Regions from separate parts of the Mus musculus genome. Here regions 2, 3 and 4 are each linked to region 1. Evidence: chromatin contacts called from public promoter capture Hi-C data. All regions are on one chromosome and are shown on one strand. Each heading gives the region's core, a stretch centred on a gene start, on an enhancer-like site or on the middle of the called end of the contact. The rest is flanking DNA. Distances are from core to core; before and after follow the strand shown.

Region 1 (2,700 bases), core at 10-2,509:
TAGGCTGACATTAAACTCATAGAAATCCCCCTGCCTCTGCCTCCTCTGCCTCCTCTGCCTCCTCTGTCTCTGCCTCTGCCTCCTCTGCCTCCTCTGCCTCTGCCTCTGCCTCTGCCTCTGCCTCTGCCTCTGCCTCTGCCTCTGCCTCTGCCTCTGCCTCTGCCTCTGCCTCTGCCTCTGCCTCTGCCTCTTGAGTGCTGAGATTAAAAGTGTGAGTCACCAAGCCAGGCTGAATCACACCCCCCCCCGCCCCCCCACGTCTTGGCCAAGCTTGTGAAGTGAGATAACAGCGCCCATTGGCAGATGTCTGTACCTTAGATTTTCTGAAGGACCTCTCATTCTTAGCCCACTTGGTCTGCTTCTCTCTCTCTTTTCTAATTATTTGATTATTTATTATAGTGTCTCATTGTGTAGTTTAGGCTGATGTCCAGCTCTCTATCCATGCTTGATATCTTGTTTCTTGTCTTTCACCAATTTCCTTAGCGTGCAGGGTTCTGATATTCTCAGGGTCGGCAAATCCTTCCAAAAGTCTAGGAGGGGGCCTCACTTTTGCAAATATAAAGATGACAAGTATATTGTGTGTGAGTGTGTGTGTGGCCCGATTCATACGATGTGCACTAAAGACACATCTGCCTGTTGGTTCCTTCCCATTTCCGGTGTAGAGGGCCAGACAGTGGCCACTGGGCAAGCACTTTTCCGGAAGCTGGTTGGGACCGGTGGAAGATCGGGTTGGCACTTATTGCTGGCTGAGGCAATTAAGCAGGGGCGAAGGAGCCAGTCGCAGGACTGGCTGTACGGAATTACAGAGACTCTGCCCTGCGTCCGAATATTTGGTTTCCAGCATCTTATCGCTGTGTCCTTCCAGTACTCAGGCGCATGGCAGAGCCAGGATGGGGTGTACAGAGACCAATATTGTTTTTGTTGTTTGTTTGTTTTCGTTTTCTTCTTCTTCTTTTTTTTTTTTTCTCGAGACGAGACAGGGTTTTTTTGTGTAGCTTTCATTGTCCTGAAACTTTCTTTGTAGACCAAGCTGGCCTCGAACTCAGAGATTCTCCTGCCTCTGCCTCCTGACTGTTAGGATTAAAGGCGTGCGCTATCACTTCCCGGCACAGATACAAATCTTATCTGCAGTCGGACTTGCATAGGACTATGATTTGCGAGGAGGAGGTGACATTTCCCCCTCAAACAAGTCTTTATAGAATGCTCCAGTTCACAGAAGCGAAACTGAATGTTTTTGGCCTATAGAGGCTCCCGTAGCGAGGGGGCGGAGCCCGGAAGGAGCAGGATGGCGGCGCTGGACAGTGACAGCGACGAGGATCTGATCAGCTATGGAACGGGCCTGGAGCCTCTGGACGAAGGTGCGGGTCCGATGGCCGGCGGTGTCTGAAGGGCGCAGGCTGAGAGTCCAGCACGTGGGCGACAGCGACATCTCGTCCTGGGTCTGGGCTCGCTCGCTGTGGGCACAGGGAACACGCTGGAGAGGCTTGTGCACTGCACTTGGGCGCCGCGTTCTCGGGGGGCAGAGAAGGACGCGGAGGGCTGGGAGATGCAGGAATGACTAGGCAACATGGGTATGATGGAGGGCGGTCAGTCAGTCTCTTGTCCCGAGGCAACGTTTGCACCCGTCCTTGAAAGTAAAAGAAACCAGACCTGGAAAATCTGGGGAGAAACACTTGAGATAGGAAATCCCTTAAAGTGGCAGACAGCTTAGCAGTCTAGGGATAGTCAGGATTCGTGTGGGTGGCCCTTGCCATGGTAAGGAATCTGGAGTGTGTGTGTCCCTGAGGAGGGAACCTCGTGCATTCTAGGCTAGTGTGTTACAACTGAGCTACATATCCAACCCCAAGAATTGGAATCTTTCCTTTTTCTGACAGGGTCTCATGTAACCCATGCTGACATCAAACCCCACTTTATAGCCCAGACTGGACTTGAACTCTTGATCCTCCTATTCTTGTGTAACATGTGCTTGGTTTGCAGCTGTGTGCCGTCACACCCAGCCAGGAGTTTGGCTCTTATACTACGGGTATTGGTTCAGTTTACACAAAGAGAAATGCATTTCTTCCCTTTTACTTTTTTTTTGGGGGGGGGGGAACAGGGCCTTGCTAGCTCCACTTGGCTGGACTCACAGTATTTTAGCAGCCTCTGCCTCTCAGGTGCTGGTGTTAAAGGTGTGTAGTGCCATGCCTGGCAGGATGCATGTTTTAACATTATGTTTGCTTTAATTTTGAGAGTAGTTTCCTTGGGGGGTGGGCAGGAATGAAGCAGGGAGACTGTGGTTGTGTGGACTGGAGAGTTAGCAGCAACAGCTGTTGAGTAGGTTTTGCATGGAGCAGACTTGACCGGTGTTGACTGGAGTTGCTCGTGAAATACAGAAATACAGGGGTGAAGGTAAGATGAAGCAAGGCTCTGTGGCGTTTCCGGTCTGTTTCACTTAATGACTAGGTTTATCTACTGGGTGTCCATACCGCTGATGGGAGTGCTAACATTGTGGGGAAGATAGAGGAGTCACAGTGGTGGACCAGAAGTTACCTGTAGACTTTTGTTGGTGAGGCTTCCCCCCACTGCCGCCTCCTGCTTCCCATCCTGACCTGTTGGCTATACCTCTGAGACATTTTCACTGAGACTCTTACTGCCTTTTTTTTTTTTTTGTTTTGTTTTGTTCCATTTTTTATTAGGTATTTAGCTCTTACTGCCTTTTTA
Region 2 (2,766 bases), core at 1-2,500, 1.1 Mb after region 1:
AGCTCCCTCCCTCAGGACCTGCTTTAGCTCACTGAGCTAACTGATCCATTAGGCAGTGTGTCAGATAAAGTCCCTGCTCCATGTGGACTTGTTCAGTGGCTCCTCATCTCTAAACAGAAATCAAAATTCTCACAATGATTTGTAAGCCACTGGGTGAATTCCCTTCTCTAATGTCACCTCTATGACTTCTTCCCCTAATCTGCTCCACTCCAGCCACATGTGTCTTCTGTTTGTGGGACATCTATGGGTGCTGTTTGTGGGACATCTATGGGTGCTCTTGTCTCAGACTTTGCAGTGTCTTTTCCCTTTGACTGAACACTTTCCTTCCAGGTAGCCAACTGGCTCATTTCTTCCCCTTCATGCTTTTACTCAAATATAATAAAGAGTGAATTTTTTTTTCTTAACCATTTAGTTAAAGGAAATGCTTATTTCCAACCTGCCTTTAAATATATATACATATAATTTCATTTTTATTGTGTGGTGGATATTTTATTAATTATGTGTGGGAGTGGACATACAATTTTTATTATGTGTGTGGGGTGGGTATATAATTTTAGCATTAATTATGTGTGGGGTGGGTATGAGCATAAGGATGCAAGTGCCATTGGTATTCCCATTGGTTGCAGCGGGAGTTACAGGCAGTTATGAGTACTGGGAACCCAATTCAGGTCCTCTGCAAGGGAACTATGTGTTCTTAACCACAGTTTCATCTCTGGGGCTTCATCCAGTTTGCCTCTTCTCAGGAGCACTTGCCAGCTCTGAAATCCCATAAATTCTATTTACTTATTTGGCTTACGTACCCACAACACTTGCTTTAGTACCTCTAACCAGGAAGGCATTCCATAAAGTTCTGCTAAATTGGGCTCAGCCGGTAAGAGCACTCAACTACTCTTCCGAAGGTCCTGAGTTCAAATCCCAGCAAACACATCCGTAAGGAGATCCGACTCCTTCTTCTGGAGTGTCTGAAGACAGCTAGAGTGTACTTACATATAGTAAATAAATTCTTTAAAAAAAAAAAGTTCTGCTGAATTGAATACATGAATGAATGAAAGAAGCAAGCGGATCTGGCACGAGAAACTCCGCCTCTGCCCTTCAAGTCACTTCCGAACAGAAGCCAGCCAAGGTTCATCGCAAGTGGCCACACTTGTGTTACAGAGAGGCCAGCAGAGGCCCCCAGATCTACAGCTGCCGGCAAGGTCGCCTAGCGGACGCGGAGGACAGAGGTGGGGCGGGGCCGGAGGCGGGGCGGGGTCGGACGCCTGCGCCATAAAGCCCGCTGCGCGCACTGGTACCGACTTGCCGCGCGCCGCCGCTCCTCTTTCCTTCCTCTTCCGAGCACGTCCTGCTCCGTGTACCTCTCGGGTCCCTCGCCATGGCTGCGCTCACCCGGAACCCGCAGTTCCAGAAGCTCCTGGAGTGGCACCGCGCGAACTCTGCCAACCTCAAGCTGCGCGAACTTTTTGAGGCGGATCCGGAGCGCTTCAACAACTTCAGGTGCACGCACGGGGTCGGGGCTCCCGTGACCCCCCCCCCCCCAGCAGCCCTGCAGGGCCCAGGCCGGGGCCGCACTTTGTCCTTGATGCCTCCTTGGAGTGGGTTTTGGGACCCGCGTGCTAGCCAGAGGGCCGAGGCTGCTTAGTCATTAGGAGGAATCGGCTCCTCCTTGGGGATCCCTTCGCCCCCGCCTCTCAGTCTCAGCCATTTGAGTAGGGATTTCTAACCACCCATGAGGAGGAGCAGCCGCTGCTGGCTCGACAGGCACGAGAGAGCTGTCCCCTCCCACCTGCTCCTAGTGGGCTTTGGTCAGACAGGGTGGGTAAGGCTGAGATTTCCTGGGAGCCACGGTGTAAAAATAGAGCGGCGGAGGCAGGATGCAGAGGCCAGAGAGACTTGTGAGCGACTGCGAAATAGAAGGGAGGGTGGAAGAAATCGTACATGTGATGCATCTTCGTGCCTTGTCACTGATGCCAGGAGGCGAGGGACCTGGGATGACCACCTGTGGTTCCTCACTGGACGTCCCTGATACCTCTCCCTGGGTGTTTCCTTGTAAGTTTGAGATGTGGAGCTTGAAGGGGGAAGTTCTGCCCAGGATCTGTCTACATCTTCTTTCTGTGGCGTGGCTTCCTACACTACTTAACACTGCTACAGGTCAGCCTTTGTGGCCAGGCACTGCCGCTGGGGTGTGACCAGCAGCGTCTCCATCTTTCTGCAGCTTGAACCTCAACACCAACCATGGGCATATTCTGGTGGACTACTCCAAGAACCTTGTGAACAAGGAGGTGATGCAGATGCTGGTGGAGCTGGTAATGTTCTGACTGGGGAGTTGTGATCTCTGGGTTGGGTTGTGGGTGGGGGCTGCGCTTTGTTTTGGGTTCTAGGTCCCGGTGTGGAGTTGGTATCCCAGGGATCTCCAGGCCCCCTGCTGATTGAGCAGACTCTTTGAAGATGCTGGAAAAGGAATCTGTCTATGAAGAACATCTGTCAGCCTCAAGGGGGGGGGGGAGTGGGGGGGGAGGGGGGCTGGACTTGTGATAGGTGATGAGGATGGGGGATGGGATACAAGACCTCAGCAGTGGCTTCTCTCCCTAGGCCAAGTCCAGAGGCGTGGAGGCTGCACGGGACAACATGTTCAGTGGTTCCAAGATCAACTACACCGAGGTAAGCAGTTACACCCGCCGCCCCCCCCCCCTCTTCCTCCTCTTTGCCGACCGTTATCAGCATCGCCCTGTGTCTTCACCCTTGCTCTTAAGCAATGCTTTTGCCTCA
Region 3 (2,711 bases), core at 130-2,629, 1.1 Mb after region 1:
CTGCCAGTGGCCATGGGTTACTGGGTTCCTGAAAGGAAAGCTGGGGATGGATGGGAAGGATGACTAGAGAAATAACAAGCCAAGGCAAAGTTCTCTGAACAAGGCTCAATATAGTCTTAAATTTAAAGGGGGGAGACCCATCCCCCACTTTGTCAGGATCACCTCAGGAAAGCAAGCTCAGCTGTTCTGCAGGTAGCTTCTTGCAGGAAGCTGCAGATGTGGCAGACAAAAGACTTCACCTAGGTCAGAAGACTCCACCCTGGGTGGGCTAGCCTACTGTGGCAGAAACCGGTCTGATTCAGCCAGCTCAAGGCTGGGGGGAAGGGCACACTAGCCTCCACATGTAGTGTGTGTACATGTGGCAGACACACAGGAAACAGTCTCATAACTGATGCTGACTGTACCGGAGTCAGCGTGAATCAGAGAACTTCTTTACAGTCAGTTCCAAGACAGAAAAGTAGAGGAAAATTAGTGTTTCTGTGACCTGATTTCCATCTGAGGCATTCTAGCTCCATGGCTTATCCTCAGAGTGTTACCAGCCATGAATGATTGACAAACAATGGTCAACAGAAGCAAGAGCGTTAGCAGTCATGAGTGGTTGACAAAAGCCACAGTATATTTCATCAATTTGGTGGGTGCAAAAATAATAGCAGTTTTTGCATTGCTGAAAATTTTAATATTGGAATATAGTTGTAAGGTTTATTGTTATTTTTTGTTATGTGTATGAGAATGTATTTGTGAGGATGTAAGCAGTATGTGTGTCTGTTTTCCTGCTGAGGCCAGAAGAGTGTGTTAGATCCCTAGTAGGTGGAGTTACAGGTAGTGTTGAGCTGCCTAATATGAATGCTGACAGCTGAACTCAGGTCCTCTGCAGTAGCAGTATGTGCGCTTAACCTCTGGGCCATCGGTCCAGCTCATGGAGTATATTGATAAATGTGGCTATGTTGTATGTCGTTTAATATGTGTTTCCTGCTTTTTTTTCTTTCTTTCTTTTGTTTTTTCGAGACAGGGTTTCTTCTCTGTGTAGCCCTGGCTGTCCTGGAACTCACTCTGTAGACCATGCTGGCCTCGAACTCAGAAATCCTCCTCGTGTGCCACCACTTCCCGGCCGGGTCATAGCTTTTTTAACCTTTAAATAAAGAGCTTTTGTTGGGAATTCAAACCGAGGTCTTTAGAAGGTGACCCTAGGCATCTCAGGCTGAGAGCTGGTTTGTGTTCCTCTGGAATTGTGTGAGAAGTAATCCCAGGACTCAGGGTGTCGCCTGAGCCCATCCCGGGGCGGGATGGCGGCCGCACTGCGCAGGAGCGGAAGCTGCGCTGCCCTTCCCCCACCGACTTCCGGCTGCCGCTCTGGTTCTCCCGCCTCCGACTGTGAGGCGGCTCGTAGACGTCCCGCCATGGCACTGTCGCGGGGGTTGCCCCGGGAGCTGGCCGAGGCGGTGTCCGGCGGCCGGGTGCTGGTGGTTGGCGCGGGTGGGATCGGCTGTGAGCTGCTCAAGAACCTGGTGCTCACTGGCTTCTCCCACATCGACCTGGTGAGGCCCGGGCTCCGGGTGAATGGCGGTCTGCCTGCGGGGCCCGGTTCCGGGCGGGAGTCAGGGCGGCGCGGCCCGAGAGGCCTGGGGTTAGGATCACCGTGCGGGAAGCGGGTTGGTGGGACGCGGGACTCCGGCTCTCCGGACCTCCTGTTCGCGGCCCTCGGCTCCCTGGGCCTGCGCGCGCCGCCTCCCGAGGCAGTTTCCCCAGTTACACTGGGATGCAAGAAGAGACCCTGTAGATGCTGTGACTTTAATTCAAATATTCTCCAACTTAAAATAACGATCCCGCGGCCGAGCGGTTTGCAGCCACCAGCCACAGCACGCCGGGCGTGCACACGTGCATTCATTCCCGAGTCTGCCACCGGCCCTCAGGTTGCAAGTGCTGTCTGCATCCCGTTTTATTTTTAACAGATGAGGAAAGTGAGACGCTATGAGGTTGAGTAACTTACCCTGGGGGCACGCCGTAAGTGGCTGGTTAGACTCCTTGGGGCTCGCGCTCCTCTGGTCTGGGCATCGTGCAGATCCGTGTTTATGTCATTATAGATACTCCCTGGGGTTTGCAGGATTGGGTGACAGACTGTAATCCGTGCATCGAGAGACTGTAGAACTGGAAGTTTGAGGTCCGCTTGGGCTACGTAGCAACATCTTACCCAAGAAATTAAAAAAAAATTTTTTTTTTTGGTTGTCAGGATTCTTAAGTTTTGCGTTAGCGTAATGTGCAATGACAGGAAACCCCTGTAATTTGTGAATGTGTTGGAGATATTATATGAACCTTGGATGTGAATTGAAGATGCCTTAAGGTTTAACAGAAACACGGGATGAAATTGCAGGTGTCAGGGTTTCAGCTGAGGCAGAATTGGAGGGAAACATTCTTCATTGGTCAGGCTTCACACCCAGTTTTGGTCCATAGAAAATAGTATAATCCATAATATGCTAGTGACGCTTGATGCTATTTTAAGAGTAGATTTTTCAATAGACAGGAGTGAATTGAAAAAGTAAATGCTTGTTCTCTGTTTTAATTTTCTTTGGTTAAATTTTTATAGTGAACTTTGAAGTACAAATGAATATTTCAATGATTATGTTCCATAATTTTCCCATACTACTCTAAACTTTAGAATGTTTGATGATGAGAACATTTTGTTGCTTATGTAAGTTTGTTGAAATAGAATGTAA
Region 4 (2,700 bases), core at 114-2,613, 1.2 Mb after region 1:
GACATTTGTTCCTCAAATACTTGCTTCCACACCTTGTGTGCATAAGGCAGAGCTGGAATTCCTTAGGTCCTAGGAGGTGCATGTGTGTGTGGGGAGGTTGGAGGGCGGGTTGGGGGGGATGGGCCAGACACTACAGTTTCCCTTCCATCTGGGAAGCAGGTGTCCCAGCTGGCTCTTTGCACAGTGAAGGCCAGGCTTCTGTGCATCTGGGTAGGTCAGTCTGCTGCCAACAAGCTCCCTTCCCCTGGTACTGGGGCATGTTACCATCCCCCTCTGAGAAAAGGGAGTCTGGAAGTGAAGGGCTTTCCTTTAAAACTGTTTTCCTGATTACTGGGACACAACACATGAGGTTTGGTTTTCTTTCCCATGACAGCTCTTGCAGGGTAAGACAGATTTTTGTTTGTTTGTGGGTTTGGGGTAAGATACAATATGGGAGTCTCACGTTCAGCCTGCTTCCTTCTACCAGGGTAACTAACACGGAGAAAAGGAAACAACTGGATTTTCCAAGGCCTAGTGGATACTGGTTCTAAATTGACAATAATTCTGAGAGTCCCCTCACATCGGAAAAAACAAACAAACAAACAAACAAACAAACAAAAAACCCTTAGACTCATTATGGCTCTCCAATTAAAGTAGGGATGCCAGTTGATAAACAGGCTTGTTTTGCTTGCTTGTACATCATGCACGACGTTCATGCCTAGCAGTGGAAGAGGTGGTCAGATTTCTTCGAACTGGAGTTAAGGAGAGTTGTGAACCATCGTGTGGATGCTGAGAACTGAATTTGGGTCCCCTGCAAGAGCAACAAACTCTCCTAACCTCTGAGCCATGGCTCCAGCCTAAAAGAATTTTGGTGGAAGTCACACTTACAATGGGTCCCGGAACTCATCCCGTGATTCTTTTCTAAGTCCCAGAATGTGTAATTGGGACGGTTATACCTAGACTTTGCTAGAATCCTTACACTGTGTTTTGAAACTGCCAGAATTCCCACGTTGGTGTCACATCCATGTGGCACAAAGCAGGCAGCATCAGGCTGTGTTCCTTTAGCAGAGGGCCAGGGAGGAATATGGGGAGGGAGGATGTGGGCTCGGGGCTCAGCCTGGGGGTGGGGGGGGAATCTGGAATGTGCCCTGAGGCCTCGGGGTGGACCAGAGCCTGGGCCACCGCTGTCCCGCCCGCGTCCTCGCGAAGTCTGCGCACCCCTCGGCCGGGCCGTCGCCGCCCCCCCCCACATTCCAGAGGCCGCTGCGCAGTCTCCTTCCTCACATTCCTGACGGGGCAAAGGAGTCCCTCCGTCCCCCCGCCCCCTGCGCGCGGTCTCGAAGCGGAGGGGGCGCGGCCCCGAGCTGCGCGCGCATTCCTCCGCCGCGCGCCTCCGTTCCTCCCTCCCTCCCCGCCACGGCCCCGCGCGAGAGTGCGGCCCACGCCGAGCGACCGCGACCCGGGCCCCGCCCCGCCCCGCGCCCAGGGGTCCCGGGGCGGGCTGCGGGCCGGCGGACGATGCGGCGGCGCTGCCGGAGCGGCGGCGGCGGGCGGCGGAGGCGGAGGTGACGCGCCGCGGCGGGCCGACGGCCATGCAGCGCTCGCGGACGGCCGCGGACGACGCGGCTCTGCTCCTGGCCGGGCTGGGCCTGCGCGAGTCGGAGCCGACCGCCGGCTCCCCAGGGCGCGTGCGGCGCGGGCCGAGGGCCGTGGACGAGGCGGCGCCAGCGTCGGGCCGCCGAGGCAAGGGTGGCTGCGGCGGCCCCGAGGCCGCGCCCGACGTCCCGAGCCGCCCCGAGCGAGGCCCGCGCGCCAGCCTCGCGGGCTCGGACGGCGGCAGCGCGCGCTCGAGCGGTATCAGCCTGGGCTATGACCAGCGCCACGGCCCCGGCCCCGGGCCGCCGTCGGGGGGCAGCGCGCGCTCCAGCGTGTCCAGCCTGGGTTCCCGTGGCTCAGCGGGCGCCTGTGCAGACCTGCTGCCGCCCGGCGTCGGCCCGGCGCCCGCCCGCTCTCCGGAGCCTGCCCAGTTCCCCTTCCCGTTGCCGTCGCTGCCGCTGCCCCCGGGCCGGGAGGGCGGCCCGAGTGCGGCCGAGCGGCGGCTGGAGGCGCTCACGCGGGAACTGGAGCGCGCGCTCGAGGCGCGCACGGCGCGAGACTACTTTGGTGAGCGTGCGCGGGCCAGGGTCTGGGTCGGGGGTCCCGGGGTTCTGGTAAGGGCTGTTCTCCAGCCACGGATGCGGAGATGCCCGGCGCTTCCTGACTTGAGGCGGGGGTGGGGTGGGGGTGGGTGAGGGGTGGGATCCAGACAAAATCAGGCTGATTGACAGCCTAACCTGTTTTCTGGACACTTAAAAAAATGATTATTTACTTAGAGACAAGGTTTCACTCTGTAGCTTAGACTGGCCTGTCTTCCTGCCCCCGACTCTGAAGTTCTAGGAGTAGAGACATATGGACTCTGCAAAAGATTCAGTTAGGTGTATATTGAAAGTACCTCGGGAGGTCAGAAGGTGTCAGATTCCTGGAACTGGAGTCTGGTTGTGAGCAGTATTGGGAACTGAGTCTTCTCCGTTGAGAAGTTGAGTCTTCTGCAAGAGCACCAAGCTCTTACTGCTGACCCATTCTTAAGCTCCTTTGCTGGGCATTCTTCTTCATCCCTAGTATTGCCCCTAATAAAGTTTGATGAAGAGCAGAACGGAAGCGTCTCCCCTTCCAACTGAGGCA

Evidence for each region. Promoter capture Hi-C pulls out the DNA fragments that hold promoters and counts their contacts. Capture Hi-C pulls out chosen DNA fragments and counts their contacts.
Region 2: a contact with region 1 is called in a promoter capture Hi-C map of pre-B cells. The contact joins the promoter of Gpi1 here to the promoter of Gpatch1 in region 1. A contact is called at or near these places in 7 of 39 promoter capture datasets (the 3T3-L1 cell line, cranial neural crest, frontonasal cranial neural crest and 3 more) and 2 of 115 datasets of contacts at active chromatin or transcription factors (embryonic forebrain and pancreatic cancer cells).
Region 3: a contact with region 1 is called in a promoter capture Hi-C map of adipose tissue, with 2.3 times the contacts expected there. The contact joins the promoter of Uba2 here to the promoter of Gpatch1 in region 1. A contact is called at or near these places in 2 of 39 promoter capture datasets (both in liver), 1 of 484 Hi-C or Micro-C datasets (cortical neurons) and 1 of 9 other capture datasets (adipose tissue).
Region 4: a promoter capture Hi-C map of liver shows a contact between it and region 1, with 4 times the contacts expected there. The contact joins the promoter of Wtip here to the promoter of Gpatch1 in region 1.

Annotation. Positions count from the first base shown.
Region 1 is chr7:35,316,999-35,319,698 of GRCm38.p6, reverse strand. Gpatch1 (G patch domain containing 1) reads left to right here and starts at 1,259. Exons shown (of 20, transcript NM_026181.1): 1 at 1,259-1,358. The coding sequence starts at 1,286.
Region 2 is chr7:34,228,820-34,231,585 of GRCm38.p6, reverse strand. Gpi1 (glucose-6-phosphate isomerase 1) reads left to right here and starts at 1,250. Exons shown (of 18, transcript NM_008155.4): 1 at 1,250-1,494; 2 at 2,213-2,303; 3 at 2,590-2,658. The coding sequence starts at 1,373. Gm12762 (a long non-coding RNA gene) reads left to right here. Exons shown (of 2, transcript XR_881947.3): 2 at 1-404.
Region 3 is chr7:34,167,197-34,169,907 of GRCm38.p6, reverse strand. Uba2 (ubiquitin-like modifier activating enzyme 2) reads left to right here and starts at 1,379. Exons shown (of 17, transcript NM_016682.2): 1 at 1,379-1,535. The coding sequence starts at 1,398.
Region 4 is chr7:34,131,931-34,134,630 of GRCm38.p6, reverse strand. Wtip (WT1-interacting protein) reads left to right here and starts at 1,363. Exons shown (of 8, transcript NM_207212.2): 1 at 1,363-2,142. The coding sequence starts at 1,572.